Linked DNA regions of Gossypium hirsutum: regions 1 and 2 are each linked to region 3. A link is a contact called in public Hi-C data. All regions are on one chromosome and are shown on one strand. Each heading gives the region's core, a stretch centred on a gene start, on an enhancer-like site or on the middle of the called end of the contact. The rest is flanking DNA. Distances are from core to core; before and after follow the strand shown. Region 1 overlaps LOC107896397 (a long non-coding RNA gene). Region 2 holds the start of LOC107896402 (F-box protein At5g49610). Region 3 has its middle 18 kb from the start of LOC107895435.

The links. Hi-C and Micro-C count contacts between places; a contact is called where the count stands out from the background.
Region 1: a Hi-C map of leaf shows a contact between it and region 3, with 4 times the contacts expected there. The contact joins two enhancer-like sites. A contact is called at or near these places in 7 of 34 Hi-C or Micro-C datasets (callus, cotyledon and leaf).
Region 2: a contact with region 3 is called in a Hi-C map of hypocotyl, with 4 times the contacts expected there. The contact joins the promoter of LOC107896402 here to the enhancer-like site in region 3. A contact is called at or near these places in 4 of 34 Hi-C or Micro-C datasets (hypocotyl and leaf).

What each region holds. Positions count from the first base shown.
Region 1 is chrA10:102,206,955-102,209,676 of Gossypium_hirsutum_v2.1, reverse strand. It overlaps LOC107896397 (a long non-coding RNA gene), which reads left to right. Exons shown (of 3, transcript XR_001683743.2): 3 at 1-930. Among protein-coding and RNA genes, the nearest start is that of LOC107896397, 5.6 kb to the left of the region's middle. Within about 2 kb of position 1,321, at least 6 of the 9 cell types and tissues checked have an H3K27ac peak or open chromatin away from gene starts, as enhancers often do. A contact at or near this core is called in leaf, where this site is marked.
Region 2 is chrA10:102,012,858-102,015,572 of Gossypium_hirsutum_v2.1, reverse strand. LOC107896402 (F-box protein At5g49610) reads left to right here and starts at 1,292. Exons shown (of 1, transcript XM_016821564.2): 1 at 1,292-2,715. The coding sequence starts at 1,580. The coding sequence ends at 2,647.
Region 3 is chrA10:102,102,664-102,105,532 of Gossypium_hirsutum_v2.1, reverse strand. No RefSeq gene overlaps it. Among protein-coding and RNA genes, the nearest start is that of LOC107895435, 18 kb to the right of the region's middle. Within about 2 kb of position 1,427, at least 3 of the 9 cell types and tissues checked have an H3K27ac peak or open chromatin away from gene starts, as enhancers often do. A contact at or near this core is called in hypocotyl and leaf, where this site is marked.

The DNA.
Region 1 (2,722 bases), core at 72-2,571, 100 kb before region 3:
TTAAATTAAAAATCGAATCAAATTTTAAGCTAGCAATTTTCATTTGCATGTGTAGTTGTTACACAATTTGGGTGATTTTCCATAATCCATATCAATAATTGGAGATGGTAGGATGAATGTCTAAGGAATTGAAGGTCCAATTTTATTGATATGAGCTATCAAGAAATTTAGGCTCATAATTGCATTTCTCCTCCCGAAACTTTCAAGTTGGATCACCAAAATCATTAGTATTCAATTGGTAACGGATGATTTGAAGTTAGAGATAAGGGGCAACGGCCTTATCCCAACCCTACCTCTCAATCTGACTCACATCTCATTACTTCCCTATTTATACGCCTCAAAACCACTTTTCTTATAGCCACAAAAAAAATTAGCACAAACAGAAATAAAACAAGACATGAAAATGACACTTTCCTTTTCCCTTTTCTTTGAGTTTTTGCATTACATTCTGTTGTTTTAATTTTGATTTTCTTCTCAAAAGCATGGATGATATTCATAGATGGATTTATTAGTAATGGTAATGACGTGGATGACACGTTAGTATTTAATGATATAATTTGGGCTACGTCAGATTTTAGTGTGAATATCGATACAATGGTCAAAATGTTACAAATTGATAACATTGTTAATAAACTTCAGTTTGCATTGCCTCTGGACTAATGATTCTGTCCTTTTTTGAGCCCCGGTGTGCTGCTCTTTCAAGCCAAAAGGAGATATTCTACGAGTAGCCACCCTTGAACCTTAAGACAATTTTCTCGAAAAAGATCCAAAAGTAATTTAGACGTTTTGATGCTATTACTTAGGCTATTACTATTCATTTTTTATTGTCAACTTCTAGGTTCTCAAGTAGGTTTAAATCCTACTTGGAGAGCTTCTCTTAACATTATTACTTGGCAAAAGAATAAAAAGGAAATTGATTCGTAACACGAATTGCCGGATGTGATACGATAGATAAAAATATAACAAATTAAAGTTCGTGACGAAAATGTAATTTAAATAATACATAAATAATTATTTTTATAATTAATCTTTTTTTTTTTACATAAAATTTTAAAAATAATAAAATTTAACTTGATAAATTTAATAACTAACATTTGAGTGGGAATCAAACTTCAAAATTCTAAAAATATAAACTCTAAATATAAATAAATTAGAATATAAAAAGTTAAATTAATAATTTACCCCTAATATAACAACTAATAACTTGACCAAAATAAAATGGAAATGTCTTTAACAAAAGACAAATGACTTTCAACGGAGCGTGTGGACCACTTCTCACACGTTTTGTGCGTGCGAGATCCGTCCAACAGTACACGAGTATAAAAAACCGCGGAGGTATAAGACATTGCTTCCTCACGTGCCTAAAAAGAAAACAGAGGCAACCAAAACAATTTCTTTCTTCAAAATATCGCCACTTGGTGTCTCTGATATTATAGTTTTTAATATATCTTTCATCACAAGTATCCACAAATTTATTTTTAGAAGATATTTCGACATTCAAAAATACTAGAGTTTCGTTATATTTTTTTGAATGGTTTAGGTATATCATAATCTGATATATTTTTCATAATCCTATGACTTTTTAAATTTTAAAATTTAAGTCTAACTATTAACACTGTTAAAATTATTTGTTAACTTCAGGTTCATTACAATGTTATTTTGTAGTTACATTATTACCAAGTGAATTTTTTTTTATTTCAAAATGTTATGTCAACTAATTTAGCAAAAAAAAATAGTATTAATAAATTGACCTGAATTTTGAAATCTGAACAAGTAGAGGACTTAAATTCTTAGAAATAAAAGTACAAGGCTCAATTTGTGAAAAATATAGAGACTTATTGCATATTTTAACCTTGTTGAATCATATATGCAGAATCTGTCGAAACCAATTTTTTGAGATCGACTTTGGTTTTTTTTTTTTTTTAAATGTAAATGGGAGTCGCCAACAATTATTTTTTATGAAGTGTGATCAGGTCACCTCAAAATTTGATTGTTTTAATAAAATGTTTGATTTAATAAAACAATGATTTTTGGTATACAAAATCCAAAAAATAGGTTCGGGAGTCAGTTACGCGCGAGGAAGGGTTAGCACCCTCGTTACGCCCAAAATTGGTACCTAATTAATTACTTGATGTCTTTAGTGTCAAGAAACTAAAAATTTGAAAAGAGTTTAAAACACGACCTCGCTTTGCATAATATTATTTTTAATAAAAACGTATGTCAAAAGGGCCTTTATTCTCGAGGTAACAAAAGGTCACATCCTATAAATTAGGACACGATATCTTGAATCCTCGAAAATAAGCTCGCTTTTTATTTTATTATTTAAATAAGTATTATGTATTTTAATTTTAAAATGATATTCGGTCATCTAGGTTCAACGAGAAAGTCGAAACCCCGTAAGTTAGGGCACGGCTTCTGAAATCTCTAACTATGGAACATTGCCTTATTTAAGAAATTTCTTTTTTTGAATAATAACAAGTGTAATATTTAAAACGATAAAGTAACTTAAAATAAATGAAAAATACATGATTGAAAAGACCCGACTTGAAAATGCCCAAAAATAATAAAAGGAATAATAAAATAACACAAAAAAATAAAATAAAATAAATAATTACAATATAACAATATGTACAAGTATGAAAAGTATGAATCTTAAAATAAAAAGTAAGGCAGTAATAATAAATAGATAAATAAATAAAGAAATATAAAAAAATCCATGAAA
Region 2 (2,715 bases), core at 43-2,542, 90 kb after region 3:
GTTCCAAAGACAGAAGAAGCGATGGTATTCGAAGTAATCGTAAGACCTCTTTTGCCTTACAGGGTGGAATTTATACATCTTTCAAGGCAAACCGTGGAGCTCAAAAGAAATAGTTCAAGGATCCTACAGTTGGGCATTACATTTCTCCTCTTCCTCTCAAGAGGTCCTTTCTGGATATCTTGATCAATCTGTTAAAGTTCATACCTCTGAAGAACAGGTTCTTCTTTTTACTGATGGGGCAGTGCAATTAGATTCTGGACTTGCTGCAACTGGGGGAGTTGTTTGAGATAAGGAGGGGCATTGGATCATGGGCTTTCACCGATTTCTTGAAAAATGCTCAGTTTTTAATGTGGAACTGTGAGGTATTCTTGAGAGCCTTAAACTAATTCAACGGTTGGACTATGATCACGTTATCATTCATTCTGATATCTTGGAAGTTGTTAAAGGCATTCTCGAAAGCTCTTCAACTGTCTGTAATTTCGCATTAATTAGGCGTATCCATAATATTATGTCTCAGGAAAATCATTGATTTTTGCAGTATATTCCGAGAGAACAAAATCAGATTGCGGATTGTTTAGCTAAACAAGCTTTGCTTGAGAAAGGAAATTTACAAGTGCTCGACGTTCCACCTGAGATGGCTCGTGTTTTAATTGATAGGAATAAGTCTTCAAGCGGTTTTTTTGATTAAGTGCTATTCTTGTAATTTTTTTTTCTCTCACAAAAAAAAATTTCTTCAACAATAAATTTATTTACCTCAATATGTTATTTTTTATTTTATTAAATTTATGAAATATCTATTTTTTGTGTGCCTTTATGCATTTTATTTTTGGTTAAAATATGCTCTTAGTCCTTCTATTTATATAGAATTTGAGATTTATTCCCTATAATTTAAAGGTTAAAAATTTTAAACCAAAATTCTTAATCCAATCATTATGTTTGTTAGTAGTTTTTGTTAAAATTTGTTAACTTATCATGTTTATTTTCTATTAATTATATGTCACACATCATATGAGAATAGCCTAATCAAATTTCTAACTTGACAAGTTTTGGGAGAAAATACTTACAATTTTAATGATTAGACTGAGATTTTTAAATAAAAAAGTAAGACTTGATTTTTATTTTTTAAAGTAAAAGGACTAAATCCTAATGTTTTCAAAGTATAGGGACTAATAGCAGATTTTAACCTTTATTGTCTTAACCAAAATCCTTGGTTTCATTTGGACAAAATCAATCGGCTGAAAAAGCCCATTTAGTTATATTTTCATGGATGCGTAGTGGACCCATTAGCCCTTGACTCTGCTATTTCATCGCTTTGCAGTTCGCTCCCTTCGGCAACATAACTGAAAAAGCTTCTTCCCTATCAGGTCGCTAATTAATCTGCCTCGAAACTACCATCATCCTCTTCTTCCCATAATTTGCTTTACTATTCGATTCTTCAACCCCCCCCCCCAAAAAAAGCTAAACAAAAGGCTTTCTTTTGTTGTTGTTTCAGTTGAAATCCCCAATTCACTCCCCTGGTAAGCAAACCTTGATTTTCTTTCTTCTTTCGCTTTTCTTGATTGAATTATGAATTTGAAAGATGGGTATTTTTCCTGATGAAGTTATCCTTCAAGTTCTTGCGAGATTGCCTGTAAAGCCCCTTTTCAAAAATAAAACTGTTTGCAAACTTTGGTATAGATTAGTCTCTGACAAGTATTTCATAAAACTCTATAATGAGGTGTCTGCTAAGAACCTAATGGTCTTGATTGAGACTTCGGGTTCACCAGAATCCAGATCAAGCTTGGTCTGTGTTGATAATTTGAGGGGTGTCTCTGAAGTCTCGTTGGATTTCTTGAAAGATAGAGTCAAGGTCAGAGCTTCATGTAATGGCTTGCTGTGTTGCTCTAGCATTCCCGATAAGGGTGTTTACTACGTTTGTAACCCTATGACTAGAGACTTTAAGTTGCTTCCTAGGTGTAGGGAGAGGCCTGTTACTCGGTTTTATCCCGATGGTGAAGCCACGCTTGTTGGTTTAGCATGTGATGTATCAAAGAACAAGTTTAATGTTGTGTTAGCAGGGTATCATCGTACGTTTGGTCATAGACCTGATGGGACTTTCATATGTTTGATATTTGATTCGGATTCGAATAAGTGGAAGAAGTTTGTTTCACATCGAGACGATCATTTCACTCATATGAACAAGAACCAAGTTGTATTTGTTAACGGTGCCCTTCATTGGTTGACCGGTAGTTGTTCCTATATACTTGCACTTGATCTTGATTATGATGTTTGGAGGAAGATTTCTTTGCCTGATGAAGTGAGTTATGGGACTGGAAATCGAGTTTATTTGTTGGATTCCGATGGATGCTTATCTTTGATTCAGATTTCGGACGCATGGATGAATATTTGGGTAATGAAAGACTACGAAAAAGAAGTATGGTATATGGTGGATAGAGTGAGCCTTAGATGCATTAGGGGACTAGTGCCTGGCATATTCCCCATTGCACAAACTGGTGAATGTATATTCTTGGCAACTCACAAGCAGATCTTAGTATACCATCAGAAGAGTCGAGTGTGGAAGGAAATGTACTCTGTGAAGAACAGTGCTAGCCTCCCATTGTGGTTCTCGGCATATGCATTTCGGAGCACAATCTTCCCTTCTGATTAAGGTGTGGTCAGCATATAATGAACTTTAGTTGTACATAAATAACTTGTTTTAGACATTGTGAGTCATAC
Region 3 (2,869 bases), core at 178-2,677:
AGAATAAACATTCCTCTAACCTACTTCCCTAACTCAATTTCCCTGTAAGACAATCATGTGCATATTTAATATTGGAAGTGAAAACCATGGATAAAAAAAATCTATCAAAATTTTAAAAAAAATTCTATTTGCACTTCTTTTTCAAATTTGATGTTTGAACTATTATTGGAACAAATAACTTAGTTTATAGTTAGAAAACAATTTCATTTTAATTTCTGTTAAAATAAAAGTTGGAACAAAATCGAAAAGAATAGATTGAAGGTAAAAGTAAAGTAATGAATAAAGTAAGGAAATATAACATACAATATTTGTTAACGCAGTTACAATTCACCAATCCTAATCACTCTTCTTAAAATATCTCACTTTCAATCCAAGTCTCTCCAATAAAACTTAACAAGAGTGTCGAAAATACTAAGTTAGAGAATAACAAAACAATTACTCAATAAAACACTCAAAAAATGTGATACAAGCAACCTATTTATAGGCTGATACAACCTGCCCCTTTGATAGTTTTTTGATAAACTTTAATTTCTCATTCAAAAGCTAAAATTATCCCATTAATTATCTTAAGTATTTATGACGTAAAAACTTTTTATAAACAAATATTTTTTTAACTTCAAAATTATCTCAAGTGATAAGGATAATGATAAGTTTCTCCAAATCAATTTGCTCATAACATGTATTAGCATGAAATTACTTCCTCATTCACTGCTCAACAAGATTAAAACATAACTATGTCATTAAAAAATCAAATATGTTAATTCGAAAATTTTGACTACAATAAAATTATTATTTTATCTACTCTTCCAACATTTCAAAAGGAAAATTTCATGAAAACAAAAGCTTTAAAAATAATTTTAATAAAAAACCCGATGTCTCTTTAAATTTTATGAAAAAAAAAGTAATATTAAAATAAATTTATCTATTCTATTTTAAAATTAATCATTGAATAAATTTAACTATCCAATACAGAAAGGTTAAAAGAAATTATAAAAATGTAATTATGAAATGGGGAAGAAAGGTCCACAAAAACTCACTCATTACATTTTGCAGGATTGACCATGACTTTTCATTGTAATTAGGGCCACACCCCAAATTTTAATTGACTATTTATCTCTATACATTTACAAACTGACAAAAACACTCATTGAAAAATACTTGGCTCTGAAAAAGTCACCTTTTTGAGGTTGACTATAATTAGAGGGAAGAAAAATATGATCTCTGATGATTGATTGTGGACCATTCACTAACTTCACTGCCTTCCTACCCCTTTGTTGATTGCTTTGCTTGAAACTTTGAAAGTTGAACAAATCCATTTTCAGAACTTTTGCAGTATTTTCTGCAACTAAAGGACAGCTACATAAAGTTTTCAACTTCAACCACAGATGGTTAGGTCCATTTGAAGCTTCTGGTCTCAATCCCCTATAACATGGTGGGCTTGTGGGTTTTAACCTCTGATTTGGGCTGCACCTATTGTTTTGCCTTTCTCTACAACTCACTCCAAAAATACAAGTTGGATCAAATTTTAAATATTCATAAATTTCACATCTTAATTCTAAGAACTGTTTGTTTACTATTTTGTCTTTCTTATTTGATTAAGTTACCTACTCTTGATTTAGAGACTAGGTATAGAGAATCCTTTTTAATGTACAAATATGATACCTTTTTTTTTTTTTACTTTGATTGTCATTGTAGATTGGTTTTCTAGGTAAAGCTCTATAAATGTAGGTTCGATCTTTATTATCTAATTTGGTAAACTATAAAAATAGTCATTTTTTGCCTCAGATTACATTTTAGTCCTTTATGTTTGAAATGTTACGTTTTAATAACTTACGTTATCGTTTTATTACGTAGTAGTCACTCTACCGTTAAGCTCCGTTACTTTCCTAAAGGTAGTCCTACGTGAAAATCCAAATGGGTTTCAAATGCCAACTTAGATATTCTACATGGCAGTCCAAATTAAATTTGTTTAATTAAAAACTTATGTTCATCCTAGCATCTGGACATCTAAGTTCGCATTTAAAACCTATTTGGACTGCCACATAGGATTGCCGTTAAGGAGGTAACGAAGTTTAACGGTAGAGTGATCACTTCGTAACAAAAAGATAACGTAAATGATTAAAATATAACATTTCAAATATAAATGACTAAAATGTAATCTAAAGCAAAAAAAATGACTATTTTTATAGTTTACGCTTATTTTATCAATTGTCTTGTACAAATTAACTACGTTGTTCCAGTTGTTGTACTTAATACAGTTTCCATAACTTACTACTAAATGTACTTTCATTTTTAATTTGGAATTCAGAGATGGTAAATTTTTTTAGGGTAAACTATGGTAGAGTTCAACTCTATTCTTTTTTGAATACCCAACAATGAAAAATTACAAAATTATCTCTCAATTATTAATAAATTTTTTTGTTACCTAACTATGAAAAGTCATAAAATGGTTTTTCAATTGTTTAATTTTGTCTTTTTTTTATTTCTAATAGGTTAACGTAAAAATGAAAACACCTAAAAATTTAATATAATTATATTACTAAGAATGAAAAATTAAATAGTTAAGTGACTATTTTATAAATTTTTATAATTAGATAATTACTAAAGTAGTTTACCCAAGATTAATTTAATAATGTATAATCTTCATGGATTTTATCTAGGAGGTGCAACTTTTGGCAAACATTTTATCCCTAGTTATTGGAGGAGAAGATGGAATGACCAATTTTCAGGCATACTGATTCTCATTTGTCACCCACAATTTAATATAGATAAGAACAGCCAAGGATCACAAAATTTATTCTAAAAGAAGGGGACTGTTAAAAAGACATGACATGTAGAGTTTTCTTTAATTCCTTTGCAGTATGTACGT